2 separate regions of the Zea mays genome follow, and region 1 is linked to region 2. A link is a contact called in public Hi-C data. All regions are on one chromosome and are shown on one strand. Each heading gives the region's core, a stretch centred on a gene start, on an enhancer-like site or on the middle of the called end of the contact. The rest is flanking DNA. Distances are from core to core; before and after follow the strand shown.

The links. A called contact is a pair of places that touch in the nucleus more often than the background predicts.
Region 1: a contact with region 2 is called in a Hi-C map of endosperm, with 5 times the contacts expected there. The contact joins the promoter of LOC103648122 here to the promoter of LOC100502534 in region 2. A contact is called at or near these places in 3 of 25 Hi-C or Micro-C datasets (ear, endosperm and leaf).

Annotation. Positions count from the first base shown.
Region 1 is chr2:234,088,954-234,092,844 of Zm-B73-REFERENCE-NAM-5.0, reverse strand. LOC103648122 (probable histone H2A) reads left to right here and starts at 1,561. Exons shown (of 2, transcript XM_023301717.1): 1 at 1,561-1,678; 2 at 1,964-2,532. The coding sequence starts at 1,571. The coding sequence ends at 2,254.
Region 2 is chr2:233,496,969-233,500,954 of Zm-B73-REFERENCE-NAM-5.0, reverse strand. It overlaps LOC100502534 (PPR-814a), which reads left to right and starts at 1,823. Exons shown (of 1, transcript NM_001197009.2): 1 at 1,823-3,986. The coding sequence starts at 1,893.

The DNA of each region.
Region 1 (3,891 bases), core at 312-2,811, 590 kb before region 2:
AATTTCGTGGAGAGGGGACCTCGGGTGGGACGAGAATTTCTCCGAGTATGTCCCTCGTTCGAGGGCAGGCTCGGGCGAGGCGGAGTTTTGAGTGACTGCTGAGCGGAGCCTCGGGCGAATCGTGGTTTACACTCTCTTGACCTCGGGGAATGTGTCTAATGGTAGCCCCTGGGGTTAAGTGTGTTTTAGTGGCGTAATCTAAATACCCCTAATTACGATACCTGACAACTAGCAAAGCAAATATACAAAGTAAATGCGGAAAATAAAGTAGGGACAAGAAGACTCCTCTAATTTTTTCTGAGGTATCGAAGAGTCGGTGCTCTCCAGTAGTCCTCGTTGAAGCACCCGCGCAAGGATATTGCTCCCTCTTGGTCCTCACAAGAACCAAATGCTCACTATGAGATGATTATTTGCCTCTTCAGTGCGGTGGATCCCTTACGACCGCGTACAACCATTGAGTCGGGTCACCAACAAATCCTCCGGGGTGATCACCGAACTCCAATCGCCACTAAGCCGTCTAGGTGATACTGATCAACAAGAGTAATAAGCCATAAACTTTCACTTCACCAAGAGAAGCCTAATGCATGCGATGTGTGCTCTAGGTGGCTCTCATGCGTACTAATGAGGTCCTAACATGTGATTATGATTTTGCTAATCACCTCGCTAAGCTTCGTGGACTTGCAATGCTCTAGCAATAAATTCTAGGTTGTTAGAGGCGACAAGACACTTAATATGGCTAGTGGAGGGTATAAATACCCCACCCCACCAAAACTAATCGTTGCACAACTGTGCTGCGCACGGACGCAGCAGATAGTCCGATGTGCCACCGGTGCGCCGGCTGTGCACTCCCAACGGCTAGTTCTGACAATTAGCCGTTGCTGTGGAGTTGCACATGGTTTGATGAATCACTCCATCCAAAATAAGGTGGTGCATCATGAATCCATTCATCAAATTTGGTGGGATGACCTCATTTCTCATATTAGTATTAACTAACTAACTATGAGGAATGCGATGATGATGGATCAATTCATTTATTACACAAACTAAATAAAAAGTGAGGAGCGAGAAGATGATGGACTCGCTCATTTGTAGGGATGCTGTGAAGTGTTTGTTTTGTTGTCTGCTTAACTCCACGTTCTGAATGATATCCAGACGCGATCACCTGGCGAGCCTTTTTATTTAGCCCAGTCAATATCTCACCATGACAAGTTTTGGGGGCGAGACAAATTGGGCCTGCTAATTATCACAGCCCAGTAAAAGCGCACACCACCAATGCACAAAAATCGAACCCCCCCCCGTGTGCTTTCTAGTTTCTCTCCTGTCTCCTCGTATAAACCCTTGCCCGGGAGACGGAAAACCCCAACGCCGGCAAGAACCGCCCCGCGCAAGCAATCGCTTGCTCGTCGCGCTCGAATCCCGTAAGCCCCTAGCCCAGCTCCTACTGGAACCTGCGCGTCGCTGTCCTTCCGCGCGGTTTCTCGCAAAGCTCCGGTCGTTTTCTTTGTCGGCTTTCTTGAAGCAGCCGCGTTGCGGGGTTTTCGTGTCGTTTTCTAGGCGCGTTCGCGGGAGCATGGCCGGGAAGGGAGGAGGGAAGTCGCTGGTCGCCGCGAAGATAGCGGCTGGCATGGACAAGGACAAGAAGTCGCCGGTCAACCGCTCCGCGCGCGCCGGCCTCCATGTCGCCGCCCCCCTCTCTTTCTCCGCTCGCTTGTTCTTGTTTTGCTCGTAGCTCCGCTTCGTCCCACCCCTGTCGCGACGAGGGCTCGTTTCGTTCTTGGGCGTGACGTACGCGCGCGTGCTGCTTTCTGTGCGTGCTTTCTGTGCTTTCTGTCCATTCAGATTATATGCTACAGAAGTGTTATATTATATATCTTGGTTCCAAATATAAAATCCATGTCTGTTGTTTGTTATGTGAATTAAGCTGATTATAATCGTGCTGATATTGTGAATTAATTCCATGCAGTTCCCTGTGGAACGCATCCACCGCCACCTGAAGGATAGCGCACAGGCCGGCGAGCGGGTGGGGGCGACGGCGGCCGTGTACGCGGCGGCCGTCCTGAAGTACCTGACGGCGGAGATCATGGAGCTGGCCGGGAACGCGTGCAGGGACCTCAAGGTGAAGCGCATCACCCCGCGGCACCTCCAGCTGGCGGTCCGCGGGGACGAGGAGCTGGACACCCTGATCAAGGCCACTATCGCCGGCGGCGGCGTCATCCCCCACATCCACAGGGAGCTCATCGACAAGGCTGCCTAGGAATGACGAAGGAGCAAGCAGTCTGAGAAAAAAACCTGAGAACCAAGTAGTACCATGAACCTCTTGTGGGTGGCTTCGCTCTTGTTGCGTTGTCAATCTGCTGATACATACACATTTCTCAAAAATAGAGGCGGGCACTCGCCGCTTCATGCTCCCTTGGATGGTTGTTCTTTTCATCCATCAGCTGAACCCAGCTGATCATCCCGGTCAGCATTGAGAATTGGTCTGTGCATGAACTTAATCGATAAACAGTCAAAGAGCTCACCCTTTTTACTCTACCATTGACGAAGAACGTTATCTATGTGTTAAACATTCATTGCACGCAATTCTTTGAAAAGCAAGATTGCTTCATCAGAGCATCTGTTTTTAAAAAGTCCTCTGATAACTGTGTTGTATGATACTAATTAAATACTGCAACTAAACGGTTAATAGAAATTAGTAAAATATGTGAAGATAAAACACATCACCCTTAATGGAGTTTTCACACGATTTTTAAAACCTTGGAAACGAGTTGACATGGTTTCATTCACGTGAAACCAATTTCATCCCATAAAACTCATTTATCTTAAATATTATTCTTTATCATCTAAAACTATTCCATATCATTTAAAACGTTATATATATGAAACTACCACCGTGAATACCCTAATCAGGTGCAGAAGAGGGCATCCGTCGATTCAGACAGCTGAGCTGTGGTTACTGCTCCAATGTATCACCATGAATGGCTGCAGAGAACACTCCAATCCAAATTCAAATACGGATTCAGGATTCTGACGCAAAACTGGCTACCTCGCTTCCCTCCTCGTCGCCCGCCTCGGCGAAACCGATGCCGCGCGCGGGGTCATCGACGCTGCCTCCGCCTCCCAATACGCGACGCCGCTCCTCCACAACGCCATGCTCCGTGGCTACCTCTCCCTGGGCCTCCCGCGCGAGGCCGCCGCGCTCCTCCGCGCCATGCTCGCGTCCGGCTCCTGCGCGCCCGACCCGTACACGTACCACCTCGCCGCCACGGTCTGCGCGCGCGCCCCCCGGACCTCGGCCTAGGTCGCCGCGGCCTGTGGGATCGCTGCTTCCGACCTCCTGGTGGCCACTGCGCTCATCGGGAGGCATGCCGAGGCCGGGGACATGGGCGCCGCGTGCAGGGTGTTGGACGGAATGCCGCACCGGGACGGCGTGGCGTGGGACGCCGTTATTGGTGGGTATGCGCGAGCGGGGCGCCTGGCCGAGGCTGTGGAGCTGTTTGGCATGATGAGGTCTGCAGATGGAGCGTGTGCGTGGCCGACCGAGGCGACGCTTGTGAGCTTGGTTTCCGGTTATGCCGGGTTCGGTTCTTGGAAGGGTCGTTGTATGATGCATGCGCGCTGTGGTTAAGTCTGGCTTTTTCAGCACAGCCTCTTCGTTTCCAATGCTCTCCCAGAGATGTATGCAGAGTTGGGTTGTTTGAGTGAGGCATTGTTGGTGTTCCAGCAGATGGAGATGAAGGATTCTGTGACTTGGAGTTCGATGATTGGTTAGATGTGACGTGGTTGCATGGAATGCCCTGATCAAAGCCTATGGACAGCTAGGACTAGGGGAAAAAGGGGCGTCTGTCCCATGGTTGAGGGATGGCGAAAAAGAAAAGGCGAAAAGCTCCCTGG
Region 2 (3,986 bases), core at 574-3,073:
AATAAAGTATGGTGTCATCTGCTATATGCAAACAATGTGATGCTCTATTCTAGTTGCCCTAAAGTCCCGCTCAAGTCTTTCTCTCAATTTGTGCTCAAAGAAATACTATTGGATCAGAAAGATGATTTGGATATCATGCTCTGAAATCTATAAAGTTGAAAAGATCTCTGTTAAGGATTATAACACTTGTACACTCTTGTAGTATGATGAAGCTATGCGGAATCGGAAATCATCCTTAACTAATCTTATATTGGAAATCAAAATGTTGTGTTCACACTTTATCTTAATGTCATACAAGCCTCTTATGCAGTCTGTCTCACTAAACTCTTTTACCCTCTGACTAGATGATGAACCCCAATGGAAATCAAGTAAATGATGCCAACGACAATATTCCTACCTTAACAACTATGAACGAGAAAAATGAGTCACAGAGATATTCGATGAATGGAATGAAGAACAACAAAAGGAATAGAAAAATGTTTGGATACATGATTAGTCCACCTCAACCACAAGCAAAAGCCAAGAAACACATGGATACCCAAACAGAAGAATTAAGTCAGACTCAGCTATATAAGATACAGACACCCAATCAACCCTCACCCCCTGTTGGTGAAGCAAAGTTGACTCGCAAAGAACTCAAAGCAAGAGGTGCTTGCTACTACTGCAAAAATGAAGGACATGTTATTCGCGAATGCCCCAAGAAGTGTCTAGACCGACTAGAAAAGAAAGCTGACAAGCATGACCTAAGCAATAATTCAGAAGACCAACCATTTTATAAGTACGATGATGAAGGTTGCCTGATTAGTATACATTGTGGAGCGAAGTAGTAAGGAAGTTCCTTAATGTTAGAAGAGTTCAATGAGAACTAAGAACCTACAAATAACCATGTATCTCCTTTGCTTTCGTGCTAACCTTCCTTAATCTCGAGGACGAGATTCTTTTAAGAGGGGTAGGTTTGTAACACCATAAAAATCATTAAATAAAAACAATACATTTAGTTATTAATGACATTTATGGTAATAAATTTTCTTTTAAATGCTTGTTATTTATTTACATTCGGAATGATTTTTTTATTGCTCATAAGTTTTTTTTGAATATTTAATAGTATTTCTTCTTAAATAAAAATCCAAATAAATAATATAATAATTATTAGTCCAAAAATAAATATTTTATTTATAAATAATTTTGGTATAGTTATTATGAATTTTAGGGTTATTTAAAAATATATTTTGAATTTAGAAAAAGAAATTAAAAAAAAACTAACTAAACCCTAACCCTAAAGCCCACTAGGGGCTCAACAAGCAAGCCACGCGCGCCCTACTCCCTCCCCTAGCCGCCGCCCCCTGCTTACCCCTCTCTCTCACTCGCGTGTGGGCTCCACCCGCGCCCTCCTCTCATCTCCTCTCATCTCCTCCATATTTTAAACTAAGGGTTAGTTTGGGAACTCTATTTTCCTATGAGATTTCTATTTTTTAAAGGAAAATGAACTAATTTTCTTTGAAAAATTTGGTTTCCAAACTAGACCTAAGTGTTATTTTAAAAATTATTGGACTATATAATTTAGGTAGATTAAAAATCCAAACAAACACCGCCTTAATTAGTTAGTGTGTGCTAGTATAGGTGAACACAAGAAGCCGGGTTATTGGGGTTGAAGACTAATGAGCGATAAGATCACGTTGATCACAATTTAACTATGGGACGGACGATGGCGAGCGGGACCGAACAAAAGGCATCTGCTCCTCGCGGGAATATTTGGGGACACCACAAAAACATGACTGCCTGCTTGTTAGGTCTATAACAGGAATTGGATAATGATCCCCGTACGAACAACGCACGGAACGAGGGAGGGAGGAACCCGGACGCCCAAAAATCCCCCCACCCCCAGCGCGGCAATGCCGTCATGTGCCCGCATCTCCTCCGCCGTCTCCACCGCCGCCGCATCCTCCTCCTCGCCGCCGCCGCATCCTCCTCGCTGCCGCCGCCTCGCCGCCGCCACGGCGCGCGTGCGGGAGGGGACGCTCCGCCCTGAGGAAGCACACGACCTGCTCGACGAGTTGCAGCGTCGAGGCACGCCCGTTCTCGAGCGCGATCTGAACGGCTTCCTCGCGGCGCTCGCGCGTGCGCCGTCCTCCGCCGCCTGCAGGAGTGGCCCTGCCCTCGCCGTCGCGCTCTTCAACCGCGCGGCGTCTCGGGCTCAAGGACCGCGGGTGCTGTCCCCCACATCCCACACCTACGCCATCCTCATGGACTGCTGCACCCGCGCGCACCGCCCAGAGCTAGCGCTGGCCTTCTTCGGCCAGCTCCTCAGGACAGGCTTGCGCGTCAATATCATCATCGCTAACCACCTTCTCAAGGGCTTTTGTGAAGCGAAGCGGACAGACGAGGCTTTGGACATCCTTCTCCACAGAACGCCTGAGTTGGGCTGTGTGCCCGATGTTTTCTCGTACAGCATACTTCTGAAGAGCCTCTGCGACCAAGGAAAGAGTGGCCAGGCAGATGATTTGCTACGGATGATGGCTGAAGGGGGAGCTGTCTGCTCGCCCGACGTGGTTGCCTACAGTACAGTAATCGACGGCTTCTTTAAGGAGGGTGACGTAAATAAAGCATGTGATCTATTCAAAGAAATGGTACAGCGGGGCATTCCACCTGATTTTGTGACTTATAGCTCTGTGGTTCATGCCCTGTGTAAGGCAAGAGCAATGGACAAGGCAGAGGCTTTCCTTCGACAAATGGTCAATAAAGGTGTTCTGCCAAATAACTGGACATATAATAACTTGATATATGGATACTCCTCCACAGGACAGTGGAAGGAGGCAGTTAGGGTATTTAAAGAAATGAGAAGACACAGCATCTTACCAGATGTTGTTACTTTGAGCATGTTGATGGGTTCCCTTTGCAAGTATGGAAAAATCAAGGAAGCTAGAGATGTTTTTGACACAATGGCAATGAAGGGCCAAAATCCTAATGTTTTCTCCTACACCATTATGCTCAACGGGTACGCTACTAAAGGATGTCTAGTTGATATGACAGATCTCTTCGATTTGATGCTAGGTGACGGTATTGCACCTGTCATTTGTACTTTTAATGTGCTGATCAAGGCATATGCAAACTGTGGAATGCTAGATAAGGCTATGATCATCTTCAATGAAATGAGAGACCATGGAGTGAAACCTGATGTGGTAACCTATACGACAGTGATTGCTGCCCTCTGCAGAATCGGTAAGATGGATGATGCTATGGAAAAATTTAATCAGATGATTGATCAAGGAGTAGCACCTGATAAATATGCATGCCATTGCCTGATTCAAGGTTTTTGTACTCATGGTAGTTTACTGAAAGCCAAGGAATTGATTTTGGAAATAATGAATAATGGCATGCGTCTTGATATTGTTTTCTTCAGTTCGATAATTAACAACCTTTGCAAACTGGGAAGGGTAATGGAGGCACAAAATATATTTGACTTAACTGTAAATGTTGGTCTGCATCCTACTGCTGTGGTGTATAGTATGCTGATGGATGGGTACTGTCTTGTTGGCAAGATGGAGAAAGCATTAAGAGTATTTGATGCTATGGTGTCAGCTGGCATTGAACCAGACGATGTAGTGTATGGTACACTTGTTAATGGCTATTGTAAAATTGGAAGGATTGATGAAGGATTGAGTCTTTTCAGAGAAATGCTGCAAAAGGGAATAAAGCCTTCAACTATTTTATACAACATCATAATTGATGGGTTATTTCAGGATGGGAGAACAGTTCCTGCAAAGGTGAAATTCCATGAAATGACAGAAAGTGGTATCGCTATGGACATATGTACATACAACATAGTTCTTCGTGGACTTTTTAAAAATAGATGCTTTGATGAAGCAATCTTTCTTTTCAAAGAATTACGTGCAATGAATGTAAAGATCAATATCATAACTCTCAATACCATGATAGCTGGAATGTTTCAAACCAGGAGAGTTGAAGAAGCTAAGGATCTGTTTGCT